3 separate regions of the Mus musculus genome follow, and all the other regions are linked to region 2. A link is a contact called in public promoter capture Hi-C data. All regions are on one chromosome and are shown on one strand. Each heading gives the region's core, a stretch centred on a gene start, on an enhancer-like site or on the middle of the called end of the contact. The rest is flanking DNA. Distances are from core to core; before and after follow the strand shown.

What was found. Capture Hi-C pulls out chosen DNA fragments and counts their contacts.
Region 1: a contact with region 2 is called in a promoter capture Hi-C map of liver. The contact joins the promoter of Grk6 here to the promoter of B230219D22Rik in region 2. A contact is called at or near these places in 3 of 39 promoter capture datasets (the C10 cell line, cranial neural crest and fetal liver), 1 of 484 Hi-C or Micro-C datasets (embryonic stem cells), 1 of 115 datasets of contacts at active chromatin or transcription factors (thymic regulatory T cells) and 2 of 9 other capture datasets (adipose tissue and liver).
Region 3: a contact with region 2 is called in a promoter capture Hi-C map of pancreatic islet. The contact joins the promoter of Prr7 here to the promoter of B230219D22Rik in region 2. A contact is called at or near these places in 2 of 115 datasets of contacts at active chromatin or transcription factors (extraembryonic endoderm stem cells and microglia) and 2 of 9 other capture datasets (adipose tissue and pancreatic islet).

What each region holds. Positions count from the first base shown.
Region 1 is chr13:55,443,995-55,447,849 of GRCm38.p6, forward strand. It overlaps Grk6 (G protein-coupled receptor kinase 6), which reads left to right and starts at 1,337. Exons shown (of 16, transcript NM_001112711.2): 1 at 1,337-1,566. The coding sequence starts at 1,515.
Region 2 is chr13:55,690,801-55,694,753 of GRCm38.p6, forward strand. B230219D22Rik (RIKEN cDNA B230219D22 gene) reads left to right here and starts at 2,324. Exons shown (of 2, transcript NM_181278.2): 1 at 2,324-2,547.
Region 3 is chr13:55,461,562-55,465,975 of GRCm38.p6, forward strand. It overlaps Prr7 (proline rich 7 (synaptic)), which reads left to right and starts at 2,706. Exons shown (of 3, transcript NM_001030296.4): 1 at 2,706-2,853.

The DNA of each region.
Region 1 (3,855 bases), core at 87-2,586, 250 kb before region 2:
TCAGAACACAGGACTCTGGAAACATTTATGCTTTAGTCCTCGCCAAACTTAACTTTAGGCGTGGTGCCGCTTCTTGATTTGCTCAAAAGTCATAGCCTGTGACCACTCTGGTCCTTTAATGACATGGGGCGGGGGGGGGGGGGGCATGCGAGGCACCACAAAGCGTCCTCTCTAGTTCTTTGTTTTAGTAGCATTCATTCTAAAACCACCCATTAATGTGCTCACTTACAGGACAGCTACCACCTTTCTTCCCGCCTAGCACGTAAGCACTGAGAGTTTGGTTTTCTTGCTGTTACCACTATATCCGGCACCTGGCTGGGTGCCTGGGAAAAAAAAGCAGTGGCAGTATATATATATTTTTTTTCAAAAATGAATGAATATGGATCAAAAACATGTAGTTGAATCCGGTTGTTCCTTAATTCCCGAGTTTGGGCAAGCCTCCGTTTCCTGCTGTGCGAAAAGGGGTGGTGATGAGGAAGTGGGGGATTGAACTACACTGTGTTGATGAGATGCAAAATTCGGACCTGTCCCCCCACTCCCGGTCTCCGCGTGCAGCCAGCCACTCAACATCCAGCGCCTCAGGTCCCCACCTGTACAATGGGTGTGAACTCATCCTCAACGACTTGGGGTGGTTGCGCTGCCTTATAAGGCAGCAGAGGCCGAAGGCGCCGGACGGGTGGGAGGGGAGAAATCACAACATCCGGCTGCGGGGGCGGGGTACGGGGGTGCGGGGTGCGGCTGAATTGGAGGCAAGCGCTGCTGGGAAGGCAATAGCTTCCTTCGGTCCTCTGCTAGCTTTGGAAGCGCGCCCTTCTGAAGCAGCTGACCTAAGGGACGACGGCAGGACACCCATTCTAACCAAGCTACCTGATAGCCGGCAGGAGACACAGCGTGTCCCCAACAAAACCCTAGAAATCCCGTCGGCGCACCAGACACACAGCCACGCCCCCATCCTTTCACCCAATCAGATCGCAAAGCTGGATGGTCGACACGTCTTTAATCCAATCAGATGTTGGGTCTTCTGGGCGTGGTTCCCGAGAGGCCCCACCTCCGATTTCTCGGCAGAGGCTCGGCCCTAATTGGCAGCTCGGCATCCTACGAAGGCCTAGAAATTCGAACCTAGGGGCCGAATCCCGTCCGCAGTCCAACCAGAAATCGGCGACGCAACGGGGCCCTCCCCCTCTCCGCAGGGAGCGAGTTCCCGGCTCCGTGGGCGGGGCAAGAGAAAGAGGCTGACCAATAGTAGTCCGGCGCGGGGAGCGTCCGCTCGCCCATTGACTGAGCCAAGTAAACAGAGGGCGGGGCGGGGCGGGCGCCGGTGGACCGGGAGGGGCGCAGAGTACGCGGCGGGCGGCGGCGGCCCGGAGGCCGGTGGGGCCCGGAGGCCGCGGCGCGGTCAGTCGAGCCGAGCCGAGCCGAGCCGAGCCGAGCCGCGCCGATCGCCATCGGCTCCGGCTCTCGTGGGCGGTCCCGGCCGGCGGCGCGGCCTGGCGGGCCGGGCGGCGCTGCAGCCCATGGAGCTCGAGAACATCGTAGCGAACACGGTGCTACTCAAGGCCCGGGAAGGTGAGGCCAGGCAGGCGGGCGGCCAGGCCTGGGCGCGGGGATCGCGGGCGCGCGACCTCCGAGCTCCATGAGGCGTCCGGGCCCCAGTTATCCTCGTGCCCTGGAGTCTGCACCCGGACTCTTAAGCGCAGACATGAGCCCTTCCGGCCCTCCGCTTCTGCCCCCGGAACCCGGGGCCCAGGAGGGGCGGGGGTCGCGCCATGGGCCTCAAGTCGGGTTTGGGGGTGATGAAGAAGAAAGGGAAGGAAGGGAAAAGGTGGAACATGAGCCCCAGAGGAATGCGTGTGAGGCCTCTTCTACGTGAGAGGCAGGAAGGTGCCCCACGTGCCCCAGGCCCAGATGCCCTGAACGGCACAAAGTTGGTAATCGGTAAAGATTAGAGAATGAATGAGCCGAGCCTTTGTATAGACAACCCAACCGACAGGGGGAAACTTCTGGACACACACATTACATGCAGAACCACCACTCACCTGGAGCTTCTGGGCACTAAAAACGGGTGCATGGGTAACGTTTTTGGCATTTAGCAAGCCTTTGACCTACTAGGGCAGATGCACCGGGGAAATAAATGAGAGACGAGCATAACGGGCTATAAGGACTGTAGGGCTAAAAGCCAGTCTGGTCGACTTAGTGTGTGCGCGCACATGGATATGGTGCGGAGTTGCTCTTCCTTGGTTTCACTCCAGATGTTATTTGGCTCTATGGGTCCTAGATGACTAGAGCCAGACAAACGACATAGAGTGACATAATCATTAGATACCTGTAGTGCCCTACTCTGTCCAGGGTGCTGGTGGGCAAACACCAACAAGATTTTTCTTTTTGGAACTCCAGGGAGGGACACAGTGACAGCTTTCCACTTTCTGCTGGGTTTCCATGATGAAGGAACCTTCAGCTTCGCTGTTCTATATCAGTTTACAGGTGTGAAACTGAAGCTCAGATCAGAGATTGTAATTGACCTAGGGTCAGGCAGATACCCAGTAGAGTCTATAGGTAGCTCAGACAAGTCCCCAGTGTGCCGCAGTCCCTGATGTCCTCTGCCTACTTGGTGCATGTCACACCCAGAGAGGTGTTACCTGGAAATGGGATGGGCAGGTTGGATCCCTAGTGCCCAAGGGAGGCAATCTTATCTCCTGTCCCTTATCAAGCTCAGGGGCTGGGCCTTCCTCTCAGCCTCTGGGGGCATCTGCTGATTCTGTTCTGCCTCGTCATGCAGCCAGCCAGGGAGGAGGGATAAGGAGAGCCAAGGCCAGGCTTCACTTCCTAGGGCTAGCCAATTTGGGGCTCAGCTCTGCTGAGGGTATTGCCTTGTTGGGCGAGATCCTGTGGGCACCTTTGCATAGGTGAGCCGGCATTACTGGATCTTGGCCCAGGATATCATGGCCAAAATGAGGACTAGTGCCTCCTCTAGAGGTCCTGTGTCCTGGACTTGCTGTGACAGCACTGTACACACCTGCATGGCCTTTAACCTGCTTTCTGTCCCTCAACATTATCGTTTCCTTATTTTACATGTAAATTTTAAGGAAAGCCTCATTGCCCCGAAATCTTCTATACCTAGGGACTGCTTGTGTGAGAATCAGTGCACAAAACAGCTAGCAGCTTGAGGCCAGCTTTCCAAGTGACCAGAGACCCTCACAGCAGTTGGGAAACCTGTGGTATATGCATACAGTTGGCTTTATTTTGTAGGTTCTGTTTTTGAGATGGTCTCACTATATGTATAGTTTTGGCTTACTTAGACCTTGCTATGTAGATCAGGCTGGCCTTGAACTCAGAGATCTACCTTTGCCTCCCAGGTGCTGGGATACAGCTCAGTTGGCTTTTAATAGACGCTAGTCTTGTAAGGAACTTGGATTTGAGAGCTGGGCTTGAATTCTCTTCTACTGTTACCCTCAGCCTCAGAATCCACTGCCCAGAGCCTAACTTGTATGTCATCTGGCACTAGGTGGGATGATCTTTGGGGTGCGTACCCTCACTTGGATTTCTTCCTTTCCCCAGTGCCAGAGGCCTACAGGAGGAGGGCAGAGTAGGGTGGAGAGGAGCCCCACAGATCGGCAGCTGGTTCTAGGACAGGATATTTGCATGTGACTTTTTGCTCTTGTCTTGATACAGCTGGGAGGATGGGGAGGAGGAAGTGGGGGGGGGGGTGAGGCAAGAAAATGTAGGGCTGGGTGGGGAACCTGGGGTGGAGGGAGAGTGGGAGGGAGCTCCCTCTGGGGAGGCTTGCCCATGGTTAAGGAGTTGGAGGTTTCTTGCTCACTTGCAGTGAGGCAATGGCTGTGGGGCACATGGGGTACA
Region 2 (3,953 bases), core at 1,074-3,573:
AAAGAAACTGGCTTGAGCCAGTAACTCTAAATGCAGTGCCAGGACCCTCCTAAGAGCAGCTTGTAAAAGCTAGAAAGATGGCTCAATAGTTAAGAGCACTGGCTGCTTGCTCTTCCAGAGGTCCTGAGTTCAATTCCCAGCAACCACATGGACATTCACAACTATCTGTAATGGGATCTGATGCCCTCTTCTGGTGTGCCTGAAGACAGCTACAGTGTACTCATAAATGAAATAAATAAATCTTTTAAGTGCCAGGGGCCTAGTTTCCAGCCTCTAGTTAAAGCTCAAAAAATGGACACATCAGTACCCTCAATGTCACAGCTCAGCAGCCAGAGCTAGCAATTGAGTGCCCTCCTTTTTATGAGCAGGAAGGTGGACTTCCAGGCTCACCTCTCAGCTCTCTGACTCCCAGATTTCTGCAGTCTAGCTGCTACAGTGTAGCCACCTGCTAAGCTGCTTCTGGGCTGCCAGCTCCAAGCTTTAGGCTGGCTCCTCTTAAGTTGTGGCCGAAGTAAGGCCCATTGGAGCAGCTGCCAGTGGTTCTCTCTATCAGACAGGAGTCTCCTTGGCAGCTCTGGGATTTGTGGGTTTTTTTTTTCCATTAAAAAAAAAACAATAATAGCAAAACTATGTTGTTAATGCCCGCTTTAGTACCTTTGAAGAGAGGGGCTGTTTGCTCCTTGGGTACCATGGGGAATCTAGGGTTATTGTTGCCTCCTGCTGGGGAGGTTTTGGTTTTCCCTCAGAAGTCTATTTAGAGACAGAAGACTGTCAATTTCCTTCTTTCTTTCTTTCTTTCTTTCTTTCTTTCTTTCTTTCTTTCAAGATTTATTTATTTATTTCCTGTATGTAAGTGTACTGTCACTGACACACCAGAAGAGGGCATCAGATCTCATTACAGATGGTTGTGAGCCACCATGTGGTTGCTGGGAATTGAACTCAGGACCTCTGGAAGAACAGTCAGTGCTCTTAACCACTGAGCCATAACTCCAGCCCAATACTATCAATTTCATGTTCCGGGCTTATAGTAAGAACTCTGAATCCAGGATAATTCTACAACCAAGCGACTCAGAAGGAAATACCGCCAAATGGAATTAGGCTAGTGGTTCCGCCTTTTAGGATAAAGGATATGGCACATTGTAGAGATGTCAGGGATTAAAAAAAAAAAAAAAACTAAATACTACAGGGCACCCCACATAAAATACCTTAATTATTACACATCTTACATCTGAGAGCCCTAACACCATCACCATCTGAATATTCTCATGTTTGGATATGGGCAGTCCTGCCCTACCCACCCTTAAGAAACTAAAGGGCAGACACTGAGTCTTTTTGTTTGTTTGTTTGTTTGTTTGGGGAGGGTTTCAAGGCAGGCTGTCCTGGAACTCACTCTGTAGACCAGGCTGGCCTCAAACTCAGAAATCCGCCTACTTTTGCCTCCCAAGTGCTGGGATTAAAGGCGTGCGCCACCACTGCCCAGTTTTGAGTTGGTTATTTATTTATTTAGCCATTGTGGGATTTCAGAATCATTTTTATTTGCATTTCCATGATGACTAAGGATTTTCAACATTTCTTTTAGATTTATTTGGGAATACTTCTGCTGCCTGGAGATGAGCTAACTTGAAGCCCAAGGATAGTAAGTACCATGGCTAGAAAATTCTCAAAGACTGAGGTAAGGCTGGGAGCTCCACCTTACCCCTGAGATGCTAGCTGCAGGAAAGAAGCAAGCTTTACTGGTACCTCTGCTGTGAACCCTGACCATGATGAGTCACCCGTGTGCCTACTCATATTGCCGTGCCTAACATTTCTGCTGGTTTATTTTTGTTTGTTCATGCTCTGTAGCCCAGGTTGACTCCAAACTCATTTTATGTATATGAGTACACTGTAGCTCTCAGACACACCAGAAGAGGGCAATCAGATCCCTTTACAGATGGTTGTGAGCCACCATGTGGTTGCTGGGACTTGAACTCAGGACCTCTGGAAGAGCAGTCTGTGCTCCTAACCACTGAGCCATCTCTCCAGCCCCCAGACAATGAATGAGTCTTAAGGGCTGCAGACAGGCATGAGCAAACATCGTTTTCAAACAGCTGTGTAAACGGCTTCTGGACAACTGCAGCGGGCTTCAAACGATGCCTGCGTCACGGAGTGACCCTGCATTCTGGGAAGTCACCGAGCCGACCATCCGCTCGCTCATCTTGGCGGGACTGGAGCTCCGCACAGGGACCGTCCGCTTCGCGCGCGCCTGCGCACTCCGTTCGCGGGCCGCGCGAAGAGTCTCGCGATACTTAGGCGTGCCTGCGCCTGCGCAGGCGGCGCTCACATTCCGGGGCTGTGGCGGCTTCTTCCTCCCGCGTCCGGGGCCCCGCGGTGAGGGCTCCAGGGAGTCGGGCGCTGGCGTGGCCTTCGCCGCCGCCGCCGCCGGCCCTCTGCCGTGACTGGACAGGGCCGCCCGGAGCGGGCGCGGCCGGAGTGAACGGAACGGGCGGGAGCTTTCCTGCCTATGGGCGGCCCCTGGGCGCTCTGAGGGCCGGGCTCCGAGCGGCCGAGGTAGGGCGCGGGGCGGCGGCTGGCGCGGGGCCCGGCGAGCGGGATGCGGGATGCGGCGGCGAGCGCGGGCGCCTCCTTCCTCCGGGGCGGCCTCCTTCCCCGCGGTACTTCCGCCCGGGCGCCCGCCGGCCTCGCGGCAAGCGGAAGTCACGGCGCGGGCCGCGCAGCCAGGGCTGCAGGGTGGGCGCGGGGCCGCAGTCTCGCCCTGGAGCTGCGGTCGTCCCCGCATCCCGAGAGCGCGGCGGGGAACGCCTCGGGGTCCCGTTAGGATGCTGACTTGGGGAAGCGCCGTGGGGCACGGCTAAGGAGCGCAGAGAAGACAAAGGAGACCGTTATTTATGTTGTGTAAACTTCTCGGGAGGCGGGAGCGGAGCAGCATCCTCAGTGGTTGACACGGCCTCCCACACTTGTTTAGAATTATAAAATCATATGTGATTATATACAGTAGTTAGCTAGATAGTAACAAAACACCGAGGGTTGTGGGATATTTGATCCTTGGAGGAGAACGGCGTGTGGGCCTTTGAAGCTTTGCTATATTTACAAAGCTTAAAGGTGCCTTGTGAATTTACTAAAAATAGTTTTTTTGGGAGCAATGTCTGCCACATTCAAGGTAAAAAAAAAAAAAGAAAGAAATGTGATTGTTTCATTGGAAGACGGCAGGATTAAACACCCACAGTAAAACTTAAGGGAAAGCAGGTCGCAGCAGACCTTCAAAACTACTAATTTAGTCACAGTGAAACTCCTCGCTGGCTTCCTTAAACTTACCGGTGCACCATTTTAAAAGATGCTTCTTCGTTTGTTTGATGTGTGCAAGGCATTGGGGTCCACCCCTAGTACCACAAACAAAACAAAACCAACTGTAGCCTTTGCTTTGCAACACGATTTGTTCTGTTAACTCCTAGCTTATGTTCCACCCACGTCTTAAGAGAAATTCCTCCGCCCACTTTTCTCAAATGTAACCTGCATCATTTTAGTGAACTTTGCATGGAAAGAATCCAAGAATAGCTGGGAAAAAAAGCAGTTAAGAGCGTGTACCAGGCTTGAAGAGAAGTAGGGTTTGGCTCCCTGCACTACGGTGCACTGGGAACCAAATGTAACTCCATGTGTTGCACCCCGGGGGGACTCACACTCATTTGTTCTCATGTAGACAAGCATAATTTAAAACATAAGGTAATAGCTGACCAAGCATGTTGGTTAACACCTTTACACCCATTACTTTCTTGGTGAGGCAGGAGGATTGTTATGAAGACAAACCTCAAAAATTAAAAATCCCCAAAAGCAAACCAAAGAATTATCAGCAGGTAGGTCTTAGAGTGGAAAGAGGTAGGCATTAATGCTAATGTGTTAGCCAAATGCTGAAATTTATCATGCATGTAAATATATGTGGTGGTTTTATACACAACGGA
Region 3 (4,414 bases), core at 1,456-3,955, 230 kb before region 2:
GCCAGCCACCTGAGTCAGAGTTCCTGAAGTTAGCAATGGCCAGGTCCTGAAGCAGTCACTTGGAAGACAGGAATTGGCAAGAGCATTTTTAGGGGGGGGGGGGTGGGCAGGGATGGGAAGGCCATGTGTGCGAATTTTTGGGGGGCCAAGAGCCATTTAGCTACACGTTTCTACTAGGCTCTACAAACTCCTCCCAGCCACATGTTTGTCTCTACCAGGTTCTACAGACTCCTCCCAGGAGCTTTAGCTTCCCAAGAGTCCTGAAACTACCTTGCTTGTGAGCTTGGCACCAAGGACTGTGAACACGACAGCCCTGGGTACATGTCCCAATCTGGTGACTTTTGAACCTGACTCTGCAGGGGCCCTTTCTTGTCTGAGGATACAGATCCCTTGCATCTCAGCTGTGAGAATATGAAATGGGCAGGGAGTCTGTTGGTCCGTGCTTCCTGGGCTGGCCTGGAACCCACTATGTAGGTAGGCCAAACTAGCCTCAAACCTGATTCTCCTGCCTTTCCTGTGCAGTGCTAGGATTACGTGCAAGCTCCAACACCAGGCATAAGCAGCACCCATCTTAGTAATTGCCAACAGGTGTCTTCAACCAGGCCTCCTTGCACATAGAACGTTTGCTAATGCTTCTATCCATTCAAAAGAAATAAGGTGCTCCAGGTATTTTCATTGGGTAGAAAAGAAGCCAGATGAAGACAAGGCAGGCAAGAGTGAGTAGGTGTCAAGTGGTGCTCCCTGAAATGCTCCACCAGCTGCTTGGACCAGACCCTTTAACCTCCTTTGGGCTAGGAGGCATCCAGGGAACTCATTGTCTAAGGGTAGGTTTACCTTAAAGCCTTCCTGTTGTTTCCCAAAAAGATTGTCAAAACTCCATTCCCTACCCAGCCCTATGGTGAGAGCCAGGGACCCAGATGGAGATGAGGTCCCTGCCAGCTTGGAGCTCATCTGGTAGGCAGAGAGGTTCGGGGACAGGAGCACTCAGTCTGTTCAGCATTGTGGACAGGGCTGAGACTGAAGGTAGAACACTAAGCAGCAGTCCCTTGGCTTCAAAAGTGTTGGGCTTGATCCTCTGTGGGACTGGCCATCTGTGCCCAGGCAGAGCCGAATCGACAGGATGGACAGGCCAGATGAACGTCTGTTGGGAGAGGACTTGTTGCAAGGTGCAGAGTTGATTGTTGCAGTTGCAAACATGCAGCCAATGTTAAAAGCTCTGCTTTGTGTGCTCTACTGGAGGTTGGGAGGGTCCCTGAAGGGTTAAGGGCCTGTCCCACCTTACACAAAAAGCACCCTAATATAACGTGGGTAAACCATTCTCTACTATTCCCATCCATGTGGATTAGGTGGTGGTAGGCTTACACACACACACACACACACCATGTGGGCATAGCTCAGCGGGACAGGGGCTTTTCTAGCATTTGAGAGAATCCTGGGGTTGATCCCCTGTATGATAAGGGAAAACCAAGTCAACTCAAAAAGGGGGGGGGGGGCAGGCTCCTGTTAGTTGCTAACATTACACAGGAGGATGTGACTACCAGAAAGAAGCAAGGGGCCCCAGCTGATTGTGGCTTGCCATTATTGAGTCTTAACTCTTGAGTCTCTGGAATCCTGGTGGCCAAATTAGAAATCAGACCAGTGTGTTGTGGAACAACTTTTGTTAGAGTCCTACCTTTGATGGCACCCATGGGTTGGTAGAGACAACTGTTATCTCCCTGAGAACCGGTTGTTCACACTCAAGGAAGGCACTAACCCCTAGGCGGTTGTGTGGAGTATGTATCCTTCTCTACCCCCAAAGCATGAGTTAGTTCATTGGACAGGCGTCCTAGATGTCACCTGTGCATTTGTCTTTACTAGAGCTACTGGGAAAGACAGTTTTCTCACTGGGAATGGCTGGCAGAGCTTAAATCCAGCTGTTGGAGACCACCCATACCTCCATTTGGGGGCAGCGTGCCTAATGCCAACGTTTGAAACGCCTGGAACCAACTGTGACATGAGTTCTGGGTTCACTGGCTTTATGTGCCCTTTCCCCTTGGCCTCCAGTTTAAGATCCTGGCTCTCAGAGCCATTACTGTTCCAGTTGACATGGTGGGAGGTGCTTCGGGGAGTTCACCCTTAATGCCACAGAGAAGTTGAAATAGAAACGGTAGAAAGGCAAGCACAACCAGTGTCAAATGAAGATGGAGCCAGCTATGAGCATGCCCGTGGAACCATAGCAGTTTAGTGCTCAGGTGGGTCTGTGATGCTTCTCAGTTGCAATGTTGGAATGCATACCTTCTGGAACAGTGGTTGGGGTCGTGAGTTGGGAGGAAGCCACACCGGGGTGCTGATTCCATCGAGTCCCTGCCCCCATTACCTGTGTTTGAATATGCCCAGGTTGAGCTGTGTGAGTCTCCGGGTTTGTTACCTCAGCTGCTCCGCTAAGCATCCGGCGTCTATGGCCGCAAAGCTGCCAGTGTGGCCTTCACCCCCAGCCCCTTTAGATAGCCTGTTGCCTGGGAGCTGTACGGAGTGTACTTTTTATTTTTTTGCGCTGGGATGCCCTTGGTATTGCGAGCCCACATCCTCTGCCGCGTCTGCGTGCGGCAGGTGGGTCCGGAGTCCCACCCACCCCTTCCCTCGCAGCAGCCTTGGCGGCGTGAGGGGGGGGGGGCTCTGTTGGCTGCGCGCGCGCGCACGCCAGGCTCAGCACGCGCCCGTGCGCGCGCCCCGCGCCTCCAGCCCAACGCTCCGAGCGGCTTTCGTTGCCACTGTCTGCTCCCCGGAGCCGCTGCCGGCTCCAAGCTTGGGTTCTGTCCGTTGGGCCGCTTGCCCCGAGGCAGGAAGACGAGTTCGAAGAGGATGCCTGGGCCCGTGAGTACCGCGACGGCTGCGGGCCGGGCGGGAACAGAGCGCGGGCGGAAGATGGTCTTCGGGCTGATGACCCTCCCTGCGGGTGGCTCAGAACCCTAGCCTGGTATCGCCACTCGGACCCCGACCGGGACAGCGGGCAGCCCCTCCCCCAGCCCACACCGGAGGGAAGGAAGGAGGGGAAAGTGAGCGAGGGAGCCGGAGCCGGGCGCGAGCGGCCACCAGTTCGCTTGGAAACCGTTGCCACAGCAACGGGGTTGCGCTCCCCGGCAACGCGACTGCGGGGTGGCGACGCCCCCTCCCCCACCACGGCCGGGGGCGCGGGAGGGGGGAAGGGGGTGCACTGTGGAGAGAGCATCGCTCTTCTGGCCAGTCTGGGTGTGCCTGCCTCAGCACGTCGAGGGTGGGGGTGAGGGAGAGCGGCTCCGTGGGCATGAGCCGGCTCCCACGTGGCTGCAGTCGTCGCAACAGGACTCCCAGGGTGGCTGCAAACGTGGAGGCGGCCCAGACCCTGGGCCTGCCACGGGAAAAAGGCCTGGAGGTTGGGTCTGGGGTCTCTGCCTGGTAACTACCATTGCTAGTATCACCACTAGGGTGGTCTCCCGTTCCCTTGAAACATGGCCTAACAGAAAATCGTATTCTCCGGAGGTGGTTTATTTGGTTTTTTAAACTAGAGAAGAGGAAAGAAGCTAGCAGCGTCTCTTCTCATGGCCAGTGCATGTGCCAAATCATGGGTTTGCGGTGGGCCTCTGTTTGATGTCCTAGCCACCATTCTCCAGGGAGGAGTAGAGACAGAGCAAAGGACACTGCTGACCCAGGAGAGCTGAATCCCAGGCCAGCTGGGAGCAACCCAGCTCATTGTCTGGACCACAGTGCCCCTTTCTTGTCTGCACAATGCCTTGACTGTGTGGGGTGGCATGGAGGATGGCCTGCAAAGAGGCCAGTGCCACATGGAGGTGCCCTGCCCAAGGGAGCTCCTCGGACGGCTGCTGAGTCAGAAGAAATGACCTCTGGCTCCCCTCCCAACCTCCCCTCATCAGACAGTGTGCTGGAGAGAGAAATGGCCCCCCTGCCAGCAGGACCTGACTCAGCAGATGCCGGCCCTGACCACAGGCTTCAGACCCAGCATCCCCAAAGCCACAACCAACCATCCCTAGCTTTCTCTTTCTATCCAGTGAAGTATCTGTGCCCAGGATCTGGGGCATTTGAGGCCTTGGCATAGGATGCCCTTAAATGGATGCTACCTGGGAAGGCAGGCAGGGAGACCTGGAGAATTAGTCACAGGTTCCTTTCATTCTCTGCCTGCTCTGTGTGCAATCTGAGTGCTCTACATCCTCAGTCTCTATCCTTAGAGCAGTTGTGCAAGGTAAGTTTGCTATGCCTGTTGTAGAGATGGAGAGTCTTGGGGCTCAGGAAGTAAGGGGACTTGCCCAAGGTCAAACACCAGTAAGCACTATCCTGGGTTTCCAGTGCAGGTCCCACTGCTGACATAGGCCCCCCTGAGCCATGCGATCCAGGCAGGAAAGGCTCTAGATGGAGCTTGCCAGAGGAACATTCTTAGCCT